Linked DNA regions of Sus scrofa: region 1 is linked to region 2. The links are chromatin contacts, called in public Hi-C maps. All regions are on one chromosome and are shown on one strand. The core of a region is the stretch at or near the end of the contact, and the rest is flanking DNA. Distances in the headings are between cores, read along the strand shown. Region 1 holds the start of ELMO2 (engulfment and cell motility protein 2). Region 2 holds the start of SLC35C2 (solute carrier family 35, member C2).

Region 1 (6,175 bases), core at 2,570-5,069, 43 kb after region 2:
AAACCAGTATGTCTGGATGCAACTAGAGATCATCATACTAAGTGAAGTAAATCAGAAATAGAAAGACAAAAAACATATGATATCACTTACATGTGGAATCTAAAATATAGCACAAATGAATCTATCTACAAAACAGAAACAGACCCCGAACAAGAAAAGACTTGCGGAGTTCCCGTCGTGGCGCAGTGGTCAATGAATCCGACTGGGAACCATGAGGTTGCGGGTTCGGTCCCTGCCCTTGCTCAGTGGGTTAATGATCTGGCGTTGCCATGAGCTGTGGTGTGGGGTGCAGACGCGGCTCAGGTCCCGTGTTGCTGTGGCTCTGGCGTAGGCCGGTGGCTACAGCTCTGATTCGACCCCTAGCCTGGGAACCTCCATATGCCTCGGGAGTGGCCCAAGAAATGGCAAAAAGACAAAAAAAAAAAAAAAAAAGACTTGCGGTTGCCAAAGGGGAGGCGGAAGGGAGAGGGATGGACTGGGACTTTGGGGGTAGCAGATGCAAACTAATTCAGTTAGAATGGGTACACAACATGGTCCTACTGTATAGCACAGGAAACCATATCCAACCTCCTGGAATAAACCATAATGGAAAGGAATATTTAAAAAAGGAAAAGAAAAAAAGAATGCATGTATGTGTATAACTAAGCCACTTTACTGTAGAAGAGACATTAGCACAACGTTGTAAATCAACTATGCTTTAACAAAAAAGAAAAAACAGTCTAATGGGTTTACAAACTCTGATGCTTAAGCAGCCAGACAGGTAAGTGAAAAAGCCAAGCAGCATCTATGTGGGAATTGCAGCAAGTTGCAAAGTGTCCCGTCCCCCCACCCACCCAGCACTTTGGAACACACCATGCAGCCTCTGCACACACTGCTTCCGGTTCTTCATTTTATCAGCCTGGTGCCCTGAACCTCATTTAACCTCATCACTTTGTGACCTGGTCTTGTCTTTCCAAGTACACAGTTAGCATTCAGAGGATGAGGGCCGGGAGTTACACTCCTCAGTCACCCTAAATGGCCTGGAACAGTGCTGGCCTCACTGTGGTGAGGATTTCACTCAACGAGCAATTGTTGCACAGAAAGGCCAGACTGTTAACTCAGGCCTTGTATGCCTAGCACCTTTGAGATGCTGCAGGCTGTGTATATTTTTCTACCCAGGACTAGAGTAGGGTTGGTACGGACTAGGCTGAGTTGGTGGGGACTGTGCTGAGCTATGGTGACTGCATCAAGAAACATTTGCCTTGCAGGTTTTTCCTTCCACTGCACCAAATACATATGTTCCTGAGCCCCTAGGCAGGTGGTACCAATGCATACAGACACACTGTCTCTGTATGGAACAAGACAGAATATTCAACATACTCGCAGGTGCCACTGTTTTCAAGAAGTTTAGCCCCATTTCTTGCACCACCAAAAGTTCCTGGCACCTCCTGGAGGCAGCAGAGGGTAACAGATGAATAGATGGGGGTCCTGGTCTTCAACTTGCCTCCTCCACTCACGAACTTTAGGAGGACCGCTGGCAGGCAGCGTAACGTTCAGAAGCTTCATGATGTACATCAGTAAAATGTAGACAACACTAATTACCTCAAAAGGCTTAAGGTGATTAAATGTCACCGGTATATAAAACTTCTAGCATTGCACACCCCCACATGTGGCTACTGAGCACTTGAAATATGGTTACCACAAGCTGAGATGGACTCTAAGAGTAAAACTCCTACCAGATTTCAAAGATTTAGTACACACACACAAATGTGGAATATCTCATTAGTATTTTTATATTGACTACATGTCAAAATAATATTATTTGGGAGTCTATTAGGTTAAGTAAAGTATATTACAAAAAGTAATTTCACCTGTTTTTTACTTTTTTAATGTGGCTACTAAAAAAAAAAAACCATTTTAAAATAACTAATTTTCTTTTCCTTTTTTTGTCTGCCCTAACACATATGGAGTTCCCAGGCTAGGGATGAGATCCTAGCCGCAGTTATGACCTGTGCTGCAGCAGCACGGGATCTTTAACCCACTGTGCCAGGCTGGGGATTGAACCCGTGTCCCAGCGTTCCAGGGACACCACCGATCCCATTGCACCACAGCAGGAACTCCTAATAATTTTTAAATTACACGTATTGATTGTATTTCTATTGGTCACCAATGGTCTAGCGCAGAGCCTAGCACGCTTTTTTTTTTTTTTTTTTTTTTTTTGCTTTTCAGGGCAGTATATGGAAGTTCCAGGCTAGGGGTCAAATTGGAGCTGTAACTGCTGGCCTATGCCACAACCACTGCAACGCAGGATCCGAGCTGAGTATACGAGCTGAGTATATGACCTACACCACAGCTCATGGCAACACTGGATCCTTAACCCACTGAACAAGGCCAGGGATCAAACCTGAATCCTCATGGATCCTAGCTGGACTCTTTATAACGGCTAAGCCACAAAGGGAACTCCCTGACACACTTTTTGTGTAGGACCTCAGGGACATGACTCACACGAACACCCTGTTCCTCCTGCCAAAGCCAAGTTTTCCATTCATTTATTTAAAACATATTTACAGTGCCTGGCCCTGTGCAAGATGCTGGAAATACAAGAAGCAAAAGCAGATACTACCTTTTTCCCTGTGAACCTTATTATCTGGTGGAAATAGACAAGCCTATTTTCAGCCATTCAAGGGTTGTGAAGGAGAAGTATACAGGGTGATGAAAGTGGGGAATTCATTTGGTGAGGGAGTCGGGCGCCAGGGATGCCTCCTGAGGAAGTGATACTTGAGTGGAGATTTGAAAGATAAAGAGGAATTTACTGGAGTAAGCCAGGCAGGGAAGATATGCCCCGGAGTAGGAAGACCAAGGGTGAAGACCCTGAGTAGGGCTGGGGCTTGGTATGTAGAAGGAACACGAAAAGGTGAGGAGAGTATTGAGCAAGAGGGGTTGGTAGACTGAGACCAGGGAGGAGAGGTCGGTGGGTTCCCCTCTCCAAGGCTTGGGAGAGGATCCGGGGCTGGCCCTGCAAGAGGTGGAAGAGGCGTAGTTGTAAGCAGCGGAGCGTCCGGATCCGAGCCCTCCGGCCAAGGGGCAAGGCCCTTGCGGATCGGCCAGAGGGCATGTGGGCAGATCTGGTTAAGACGCGGCATCGGTCCGGGTAAGAGGCGAAAGAGGGCTGAACTGACGAGCAAGCAGCGGAGATACAAGTAGACGGACTGGGGTCTACCGAGCCGGGCCGGATAGACCGGGCGGGGTGAAGAGCCTTGTCTATTGAAGGGGGTGGCGACATCGAGAGGATCTGGGCGTCTGGCGCCCGGGGCCACCCAGCCCCAAACACTCTCTGGGCGCCTATCAAGCCCCTTCCCATTCGGTCCCTCTCCCGTCTCCTCCCTCACCGTCTCGTCGCACTCCGCGTTCCACCCACCCACCCTCCTCCTCCCCTACCCCTCGACCCCTACCCGGTCCAGCCCCCGCCCCTCGAGGCCTGGCCTGCCCTCTTCCCCACCCGTAGACCCTTCCCTGTCGGGGACCCAGTGCCCCTCAGGTCCGGGGGACCTAGCTGGGCCGCGACCCCTCTGGGGCCTGTCGTACCGGCGCGGTGCAGCCCAGGCCCGCCCTCTCCAGCCCCTCGGTCCCCTGGGCAGAAGCAGGCCGCAGCTCTCCGCCCGCTTCCCGGCCCAGCCTCTCCTCCCTGCGTCCCTCAGGCCAGGCCCCGCTCCGAGGGCGGGAATGCCCGAGCCCCCGGCGCGCCCCTCACTCACCAGAACGCCAACCTAGGCCCAGCTCCCGCAACCGGGTCTCACCGCCGCCGCCGCTCCTCCAGCCTCCGCCCGCCCCACCTTCCCGGGACCCCGCCCCGCGCAGGCCGACCCGGGCTCCTATTGCTCCGCTTCGCCGTCACGCTGAACTCTCCTCCTTCAACTGGGTTGATTGCCTGTCACTCAAAGGAGGGCGGGCCCAGATGCTGAGGGGAAAAGCCGGCGATCCCCGCCCAGCTAGCGGAGGCCTCTTAAAGACATAGGCCTCCTCTGCCGCCCCAGGCTATGGGTTCTGGAGGAATGGGATTTCTCCTCAAATTCAAGAGGCATTACCAGCCCCCCACCCCACCCAAACTTTTCTTTTGGCACTGCCTGGGTTCCTTGTGATAAATCAGAGCTTTTGAGGGCTCAGCTGTCCTCTGGTGGCACTAAGCCCTGTGCCCGGCGGGCATGTAACGCACTCATCAGTGGGATAACTGTGGCTTGAAGAACTGAGTGGGAAGTGACAGTCATGTCAGAGGCTGTGAGCAGCCGCGGCTGCTCACCACCGAGTTGGAGCTAATTATACCGGCACCCAGGGCTGACCGTGGGCGCTGAGCAGAGGCAGAGGGGTACAGCTCAGCTGTACTGTTGGTAGGGACCCGTGGGAGGTGGTATTCGTCACTGCACCTGCAGATCGGAACAAGGCCAGGCACTGCGCCAGGGCCTCGCGCTCGCTCGTGCTATCTCCATTTACACTCACAGCAACTCTGATGTAGGTATTACGCTGATCCTCTGATGGCAGACTTAGTGATGGGCTGAGCAAGATGCCAGCCTGTGCCTGTTTGATTCTAAAGTTTATGCTTTAACCTTTTTTTGGTCTCACAGATCCTTACAACCACAATGGATGGTGGGTATTTTGTTGCCTCTTTTACCGACCCTCAGCTGGAGAGGCTAAATAAGGAAACTCTTACCCAGCAAAGAAACTAAATGACAGCTCCCATTTAGATGGTGCTTCTGTCAGGAAAGCATCAGAAAAGCAGTTTTACATATGTTGTTTCATTTGATCCTCAAAATATCTTCGAAGTGAAGATGATTCTTATTAGTCCTATTTTACTGGTGAATACAGTGATGCTCAGGGAGGGTGAGGTTTAGGAATAGATAACATTGCCACTGCCCTTGCAGAAGTCATCAGTTTATTTTCCATAAATGACCATTGGAAATACTTTTGGCCATACAACCTCTGTCAAAACTATTCAGCTGTGCTGTTATAGCCTGAAAGCAGCCACAGACTATATGTAAGCCAATGCGTGTGGCTGGATTCCAATGCAACTTTATTTACAAAAATAGGCAGTGGCCTGTGGCTATAATTTGTCCACTCTTAGTCTACAGGGCTGTGGATACAAAAGTGTTTAATAGACTTTTGCTTTGTGGGATTCTCACAGCAACCTTGTTATTATTCACACTTTGTTTTTCTTTGTACAGCCTCATCTGTGGCACATGGAAGCTCCTGGTCTAGGGGCTGAATCGGAGCTGCAGCTGCCACAGCCACAGCAACACTGGATTCCAGCCACATCTGCAACTTACACTGGATCCTCGACCCACTGAGTGAGACCTGGGATCTAAGCTGCATCCTCACAGAGACAATGTTGAGTTCTTAACCTGCTGAGCCACAGTAGGAACTTCTAGTCATACTTTAAAATTTTTATTTTATTGTAAAACAAGGAATTTTACTTTACTGTTCAAAAAAATGTCTTTCTTTTCTTGCCTGTGCCCATGGCATATGAAAATTCCAGGGCCAGGGATTGAACTGGTGGCACAGCAGCAACCTGAATCACTACAGTGATAACTCGGGATCTTTAACCCACTGCGCCACCAGGAGAACTCCCATACTTTTAAAAATTATTATTAAGGTATTATTGTTGCTGATGATCATCCTCATCCTTTTACAAAGGAGGAGTCAAAAGCTTGCAAAGCTTAGGCTTTTTACTCGAGGTCAATTCAGGAACTTGAACTCAGGTCCAGCTTTCCTCACTCCCAATTTCATCTTCTGTCTACAAAAGTGGATTATGGGAAGGCATGAGCATTCCACCTTGGTCTAGCAGATCTTTTTCTTGCCCCATTGCAAGATAACAGGCCAAGTTCATTTTACCTTTCCCAGGCTCCAGTGGTAACTCCTGTAGTTCCCCTTTTTGGGAACGTTCTCCCACTCCTTCCTGCCTTCCCAATTACTGCAGCCCAGGAACACCTCCCTCCCTAAGCCCCCAGGGTGCTTCTACCCAGCACTTTTATTACTGAGAATAGCATCTGCTTGGAAACAGGCTCCACGTGGGCAGTGACTTACTTCTGTGGAGTCTGCTAGCGGCCCTCCAAAGCCCTTTCTCCTGGCCTTCCACACTCACATGGCTGCCTGGCTTAAGCTTCTCTTCCCAGCCTCACTTAAAGCTAAGATTGGCTGGGTGAGT
Region 2 (6,334 bases), core at 928-3,427:
ACGGACGGTTTCACAGTTGCTTCTAGGACTGGGCTGCCCAGGAACTCACATACTGAAACGCATTTTATTTTACTATCAATTACTTTCCTTTTATTTCTCTTCTCTATTATGGCTAAGGCATCATCAATTTTTTTTTTAATTCTGTGTGTAGATCGTTTTTATTCACCATAAATTTCATCTGAGGATAATAAAGCGGGGGTTGTTAAGGAAATATCTGTCGTTAAAAAGAGGGTGCTGCTTCCAGTGGGCTGAGAACTGCTGTGCTAGGTGGTCTCAGGCGGTCCCCTTCCTTGAAATGCAAGCTCACATCTCCTTGAAGTGGCTCCCTCCCTCTGACCTCCCCATCGGCTCCAGAAGAATATGCACTGCCTCCTTATCCTTTCTGCTTCGATGTCTAGCATCAGGCACCTTGGACCAAACCTGTTCAGGACTGACTCCTGTTTCCCAGGACTCATCCACCCTCTGTCCAAATCTTCCCACTTCAGCCAGCAGCACCAACATCTGGTTGCTCCGGCCAGGATTTTTTTGGGGGTGTGTGTGTGGGGGGGATACATCCTTGGCATGTGGAAGTTCCTGGGCCAGGGATCAAAGATGAGCCACAGCAGTGACAACATGAGATCCTTAATTGCTAGGCCACCAGGGAACTCCCAGAAATCTTGTCCTCATCCTTGACTCCTCTCTTTTCCTTGGCCCACATTCAATCAGCAAATACTGCCTGCTCTATCTTAAAAAAAAAAAAAAAAAAAAAAAATCCCATACAGGGTCCCATCTCCTGACCGCCACCACTAGGCTCTGAATCACCATGGTCCCCCCCCCACCCCAAACACACACACACAACGCACTGGTCTCCTCTGTGGTTCTCTCTGCTGCCTGCACCTCCACATCAGACTCCTGCTCACACAGCTAGAGTGGAGCACATGGGCACCAAATCCACATCTAAGAGAACTCCAGGCCCGTGCACCTTCCTCTCTACAAACATTTCTCAGCTTTGGAATGACTGACACTTGGGGCCAGATCATCTTCTTTGGGGAGATGGCCTGTCCTGTGCATTGGAGGATGTTCCACTGCATCCCCAGGTCTCTCCACCCTTGATGCCTGGAGCATCCCTTCCGCCTCATCCCAAGTTGTGACAACCAACAATGTCTGCTAAATTTCACCTGGGGGACAAATCTGCTCCCTATTAAGTCTGACTGCTGACATCCCATGGGCAACCCCAGGGCATGCCGGCGCTAAGACTGCTGTCCCCTTCCAAGCTCCCAAGCTGGGGCAGTCTGCATCCTCCTGGGAATCGCCTTCTGGCGCCTTCTTGCTTTTGGTGCGGTTCCTGCTCCATCACTGCCATGCTGTCCCTCCACTGTTCAAATCCTACCCTTCCTTCCAGGAACCAGTCCAGGTCCCCTCACTGCAGGGAGTCCCCATGACGACGGGAGCCCCCAAGGAGCACCTTCTCAAAGTTAACAAGCCTTCTAATTGGTATCCCTACTTCCTCTTCGCCCTCTATGGTCTGGAGTTCACAGTTCAGCGGGAGGGATGGCTTCAGCACAGAAAACAGACCAGGCCCTCACTGGCCCAAGAGGAAGGCCTCCTACCCTCTGGCCTCTGCCCACATCTGCAACCTCATTCTTCCCTCCCCTCCTTTCTGCCACGCTGGCCCCTGGTCCAACACAAGCCTGTGTGCTTCCTTGCATGTGCTGTTCCCTCTGCCCAGTACACTCTTCCACCGACCTTTGCTTGGCTGAACCTCCAGGGGTGTGGGTAGGGGACCCTCCTAATCCTCGTGGCACCTCCCACTGCCTGACGTTTCCTCATTTGCCTACGTGATTACTGTTCATCTCCAACTCCCACCCCACGGCGGGATGCGGCCTCTCCAAGGGCAGGGCTGGCTCGGCGTGATGCCTGCCTGGGTCACGTCTCGGGTGCTCGGGAAATGCCGGGGGGTGGAGGGAGAGCGGAGCGCGCGCGGAGCCTCGGGCTCCTCCAAGACGGGGACACCGAGGCCCGGGAGGGGCAGGTCCCCGGTGGGCCCCAAGCTGTGGCACGCGTTGCCAGACTGGGACCCCGCTCCCAGTCCTGCCCGGGTCCCCCCTCCCACCGACCCCGGGAGCGCGCCGAAGGCCCGCCGCGCGCCCACTCACCTCGTAGCGGGCGCTTGGGATTCCTCCTCCCGGAAGTGCGAGGCCGAGCGCCGCCACCCGCCCGGGGAACTTCTGCCGGAAGCCGCCGAGGGCGGGGCGGGGCGGGGATGGGGGCGGGGCGGGGGCGGGGCCGAGGGCGCTCTGCGGAGACCCCGTGCAGCGCGCCCTCGCTCTGCTTCACGGGTTGCTCCCGGCGCCCCGCGCCGAGCAGGGTCTTGGGCTGTGGTTGTTTGTCTCCTGGGTTCCACCGGGGTCTCGGCCTGGAGCCCCGGTGCCTCCTGCAGACCCCTGCGCACCTCTGGCAGCCAGAAAACCGTCAGCTGCTTACAAATTAAGTATTTACTTTCTCCAAGCTAGTGCTGGGCAACCATGGAAACACTAAGCTCTCTCCTGGGCTTTTTCTTCTGGGAGCTCAAGCCAGCTGGGGAGTGATGTTAGGGGCTTTAAATATTAGGACTTAGAAGATCCATGAGAGGTAATAAATAATAAACATTAAACATTTTCTGAATGCCTGAACCTTTAAAGAATGATCTCAATTTCAGTGAGTCGGAGAGCATCCCAGACTGAGGAAATAAGGAGGCCAGAAGAAGACTGGAGCCTGGCTTGGAGCCCACTTGTTTATAAAAAAAACCATGGTTGGAAAAGTAACCAAGGGGCAGGTTGCAATGAGCCCAAAAATGCCAGTAGGGAGTTGGGATCCTCCTCATCTTGCAGGATGGATTAAAAGGCCGAGAGCATATGGAGAGAGGGAAACATTTGGAGGCTAGGGCAGGCTAGGGTTGCAGATTGAGGCCCAGTTTGGGACTTTTTGCCTCCTAGATCTGTAGCTCTAAGGCTGGCTGCAAACAGGAGTCCTTGCAATGGACTCAGCTGGGCTCCCTGGCCTCGCTGAACAGAAGGATGGAGGCCAGAGTGTCAAAGCAGTTCATTATGCAAGCCGCTGCTGCCCAGCCCCACCAGCTGGCATCACGCAGGCATTCGCTCATTCAGCACTTACCATCACCTACAATGGCACCCAGGCTCTGGGCTTTATTCAGCCCCCAAGGCTGCATGCACTTGCTGTGCCTTTTGAAAGTGCTGATTCTCAGCCTCTTCTCCCTCAGAGGCAGGATGCAGTATCTACATCACCGTCCTCATTCTAGCCTCCCAGCTACCAAGGCTGAGGTTTGGAGCTACGGCGTAAAACACCAGCTGGTAGGCTGGGCACCAAGCATCGGCAACACACAGGGTGAAGAACTTGCCTTTTCTGTAAGGCATGAGGACTGGAGCTGTTCCTGGCTGTGTCCCTGGCAGGAAGAAGAGGGAGGACATGTCCACGCGGGTGTAGAGTATGCCTTTTCCTGCTGTACCCGGCAGGCTTGAGCAGAAAGCACTTTGTCTTGGTGTGACAGTCTGTGGCATCATTAACCAGCAGGGGTGTGTGTGTGTACCCGCGTGCACGCAGGCATGAGCTTGGTGGGGGCAGAGTCCTTGAAGAGGAGGAAGGGACTCTTGGAAGGGACTCTTGACGGCTCCAGTTGGAGCTCGCTAACATCTCCCAGACACACTGCAATGAAGCCTTGTCAAGGTGAAAGCTCCCTTGGGCAGGGAGCAAGTACAGAGAAAGAGCTGTTAATAGGAACGAGTTTGTACATGAAAGAGTATTTATTGAAAACATGGTTACTGACAGGAAGCTCCCAGCCACTCAGGTTACAATCTTAGCCCACAACTGGAAGTGTTACCTTTTTGTTTTTTGGCCTCCCATTTTATTTTCCCTCCAACATTCCATCCTAGGATAGGTAGATCTTATATAAATATATATACACGTCTGTATAAGTATGGCCTATAGTAAAGAAAATATATAGTACCCTCTTCATTGGGCAGTACCCACCATGCCAGGCTACCAATACTGAATGCCCCTGTGTTTACACGTGGCCAAGGAGAGAGGCTGTGCGTGTGGTTTACAAGCGCTGCAGCACCAGGGAAGGCCCACTGGCACAGCTGTGGCCTTGCCTGGCCCCAGCCGGCTCCCTGAAATCAAAGCCAATGGGAGGAACCACAGCGCTGGGCCAGAGAGGAAGGACAGGCAAGCCTCCTGAGTCTGGAAGGCCAAAGGGAAGCAAACGGGAAGGCTGCCATTCAGGTTAGGGGGCGATTTCTCCCCGAAGAAGGAAAAGACAAAGGGGGGGACGTGGAATCTAGTGACCTCACCTCAGTCTGGGCCGAGGCCACATCTAGGCTTTCCCTGTAGAGTCCCTTGAGACTAAGAGGGTGGGACTTAGCCTGCTTGTCTCTGACTTGCCAGGATGAGCGACTGAGGCCTTGTAGGGAGAAATGTCCATCTGCCCACCCAACTGTGTGAGCAGGAGGATCCGGTGGCTCTGGAGACCAGAGATGTCAGAGCCAGACCTCGGCGGCGGCAGCAGCAGCAGCAGCAGCGGCAGCAGCATGATGGCCTTGGACGAGGCCAGGATGAGCCCTCACGAAGACGGCAAAAGCAGGGGCAAGGCATCTACTACGCAAAGGCCGAGGCCTCCACTTAGATCTGAGACACAGGCACGGGCTCCCAAAGGCAGCCTCCCCATGGCTCTCAACACGCTCAGCACATGTGTCCTCTGCAGGCAGCCTGTCCTGGGCCAGCTCTGGCCCACATGGAGAGCCAGCTGACTGGCGAGCGGGCTCAGTTAGAAAAGGTGAGTGGCTGTTCTTAACTCCAGCTCAAGAAGCAGTTTCTTGGCCTGGAAGGCAAGGGCGTGTGCTGTTCATTCCTCACGGCCCGATCCCAAGCTCCACGGTGACGGGGCGGGCAGAGCACCCGCCTTCACGACTCAGAGTGGACAGGGACCAAGAGGAAGCTCTGGGTGGTCCGAGGTGGGTTTGAGGAGTGACTGGCATTGACTGGCCACCACAGTCACTACAGATTCTGTACAAGCAAAAGACAAGGCACCAGACTGTGAATGTTTCTCCTGGGCCCCAAGTCCCTTGCTGGGTGCCGCTGACTCTGGCTCTGGCCTCAGCCGTAGTGATAGACGAAGTCATAGCTGCTGGGCTCCTTGGGCACCGGCGGAGGGGCCTCGGGGATCTGGATATTCTCCAGGTCCAGCAGCCGCAGCTTCATCTCCATGCTTAGCAGGGTGTCCAGGTCACTCTTGGTCAGCTCGCTGGACATGTCCTTCCCCAGAAGGGCACTGAGGCCATCGATCCAGATGCAGTACTGTGGGGAGCAAGTTGCAAAATGTCACCTGGTGGCCCCTGGTCAATGGGAGGTCCTGCCAAGGTCCCTTTCCTAAGAGGGCTCACGCCGTCTCTTGGGGCCTACTCGGTGCAGGCAAGGCTGATCTGGGATGACAGCAAAGATGAACTGGGAGGTGAGAGAGACCTTTCGGTTTTTCTAAGAGGTTTACATTTAAACTCCCTGAGACAATTTGAAATGGGATTTTAATTTTTTTAATTTAAAAAAACTTTTTTAGCCACATTCGCAGCAAGCAGAAGTTCCTAGGCCAGGGATCGAACCTGCACCGTATCATTGACCTGAGCCACAGCAGTAACGACGCTGGCTCCTTAACCCACTGAGCCACCAGGGAATTCCGAAGTGTGATTTTTAAAAAGGGAATGAATGCAAAATAAGAGCTACCAACAGGGATACCAAGTATCTGAAACTACCCGAGAAATTTGTAATAGTGGGCAGAAAATACATATTAGGTGAAAAAAGCAGGACACAAAAGAAATTACTGCAGTCTCAATTTTGTTTTCAAAAAAGTAAATGAAAACAAACAAAAAAAACCCCCAAAACCCAATAAAACTCAATAGATGTTAAAAATAAGTGCTAGAAAAGTTGAACTTGAGGGTCTCATGATAAGAGGAAATAACAGAATTCTCATCCTTAACCCATCCTTCCCCGCTCCTCTTCCCATCCTTCCTGCTCCTCCTGTCCATCCTTCCCCATTCCTCTTGTCCATCCTTCCTACCTCCTGTCTATCCTTCCCCGCTCCTCTTGCCCATCCTTCCCTGTGCTTTTGCTCACCTGTCTCCCACCTGCTAGTTCTTCATTTCTTCCCAATAAAACCCACTGGCAGCTCAGGCCCTAAGTGTCTTCTCTTCCAGAAGTCCCATCTCCAGTTCCCTCCAATGGCTCTCAGAGCTCACCAGACATGTATGCTCTCAACCAGTTACTTTTCATTATCTGTATCTTCCAGCGCTACAGATGAACCTCTAGGGCC

What was found. Hi-C and Micro-C count contacts between places; a contact is called where the count stands out from the background.
Region 1: a contact with region 2 is called in a Hi-C map of retroperitoneal adipose tissue, with 2.2 times the contacts expected there. The contact joins the promoter of ELMO2 here to the promoter of SLC35C2 in region 2. A contact is called at or near these places in 3 of 5 promoter capture datasets (fetal skeletal muscle and liver), 21 of 47 Hi-C or Micro-C datasets (alveolar macrophages, blood, brain and 10 more) and 2 of 2 datasets of contacts at active chromatin or transcription factors (alveolar macrophages and skeletal muscle).

What each region holds. Positions count from the first base shown.
Region 1 is chr17:48,563,843-48,570,017 of Sscrofa11.1, forward strand. ELMO2 (engulfment and cell motility protein 2) reads right to left here and starts at 3,820. Exons shown (of 21, transcript XM_021078300.1): 1 at 3,735-3,820.
Region 2 is chr17:48,522,935-48,529,268 of Sscrofa11.1, forward strand. It overlaps SLC35C2 (solute carrier family 35, member C2), which reads right to left and starts at 2,178. Exons shown (of 10, transcript NM_001185159.1): 1 at 2,136-2,178. It overlaps ELMO2 (engulfment and cell motility protein 2), which reads right to left. Exons shown (of 21, transcript XM_021078300.1): 21 at 3,765-5,328. The coding sequence ends at 5,128.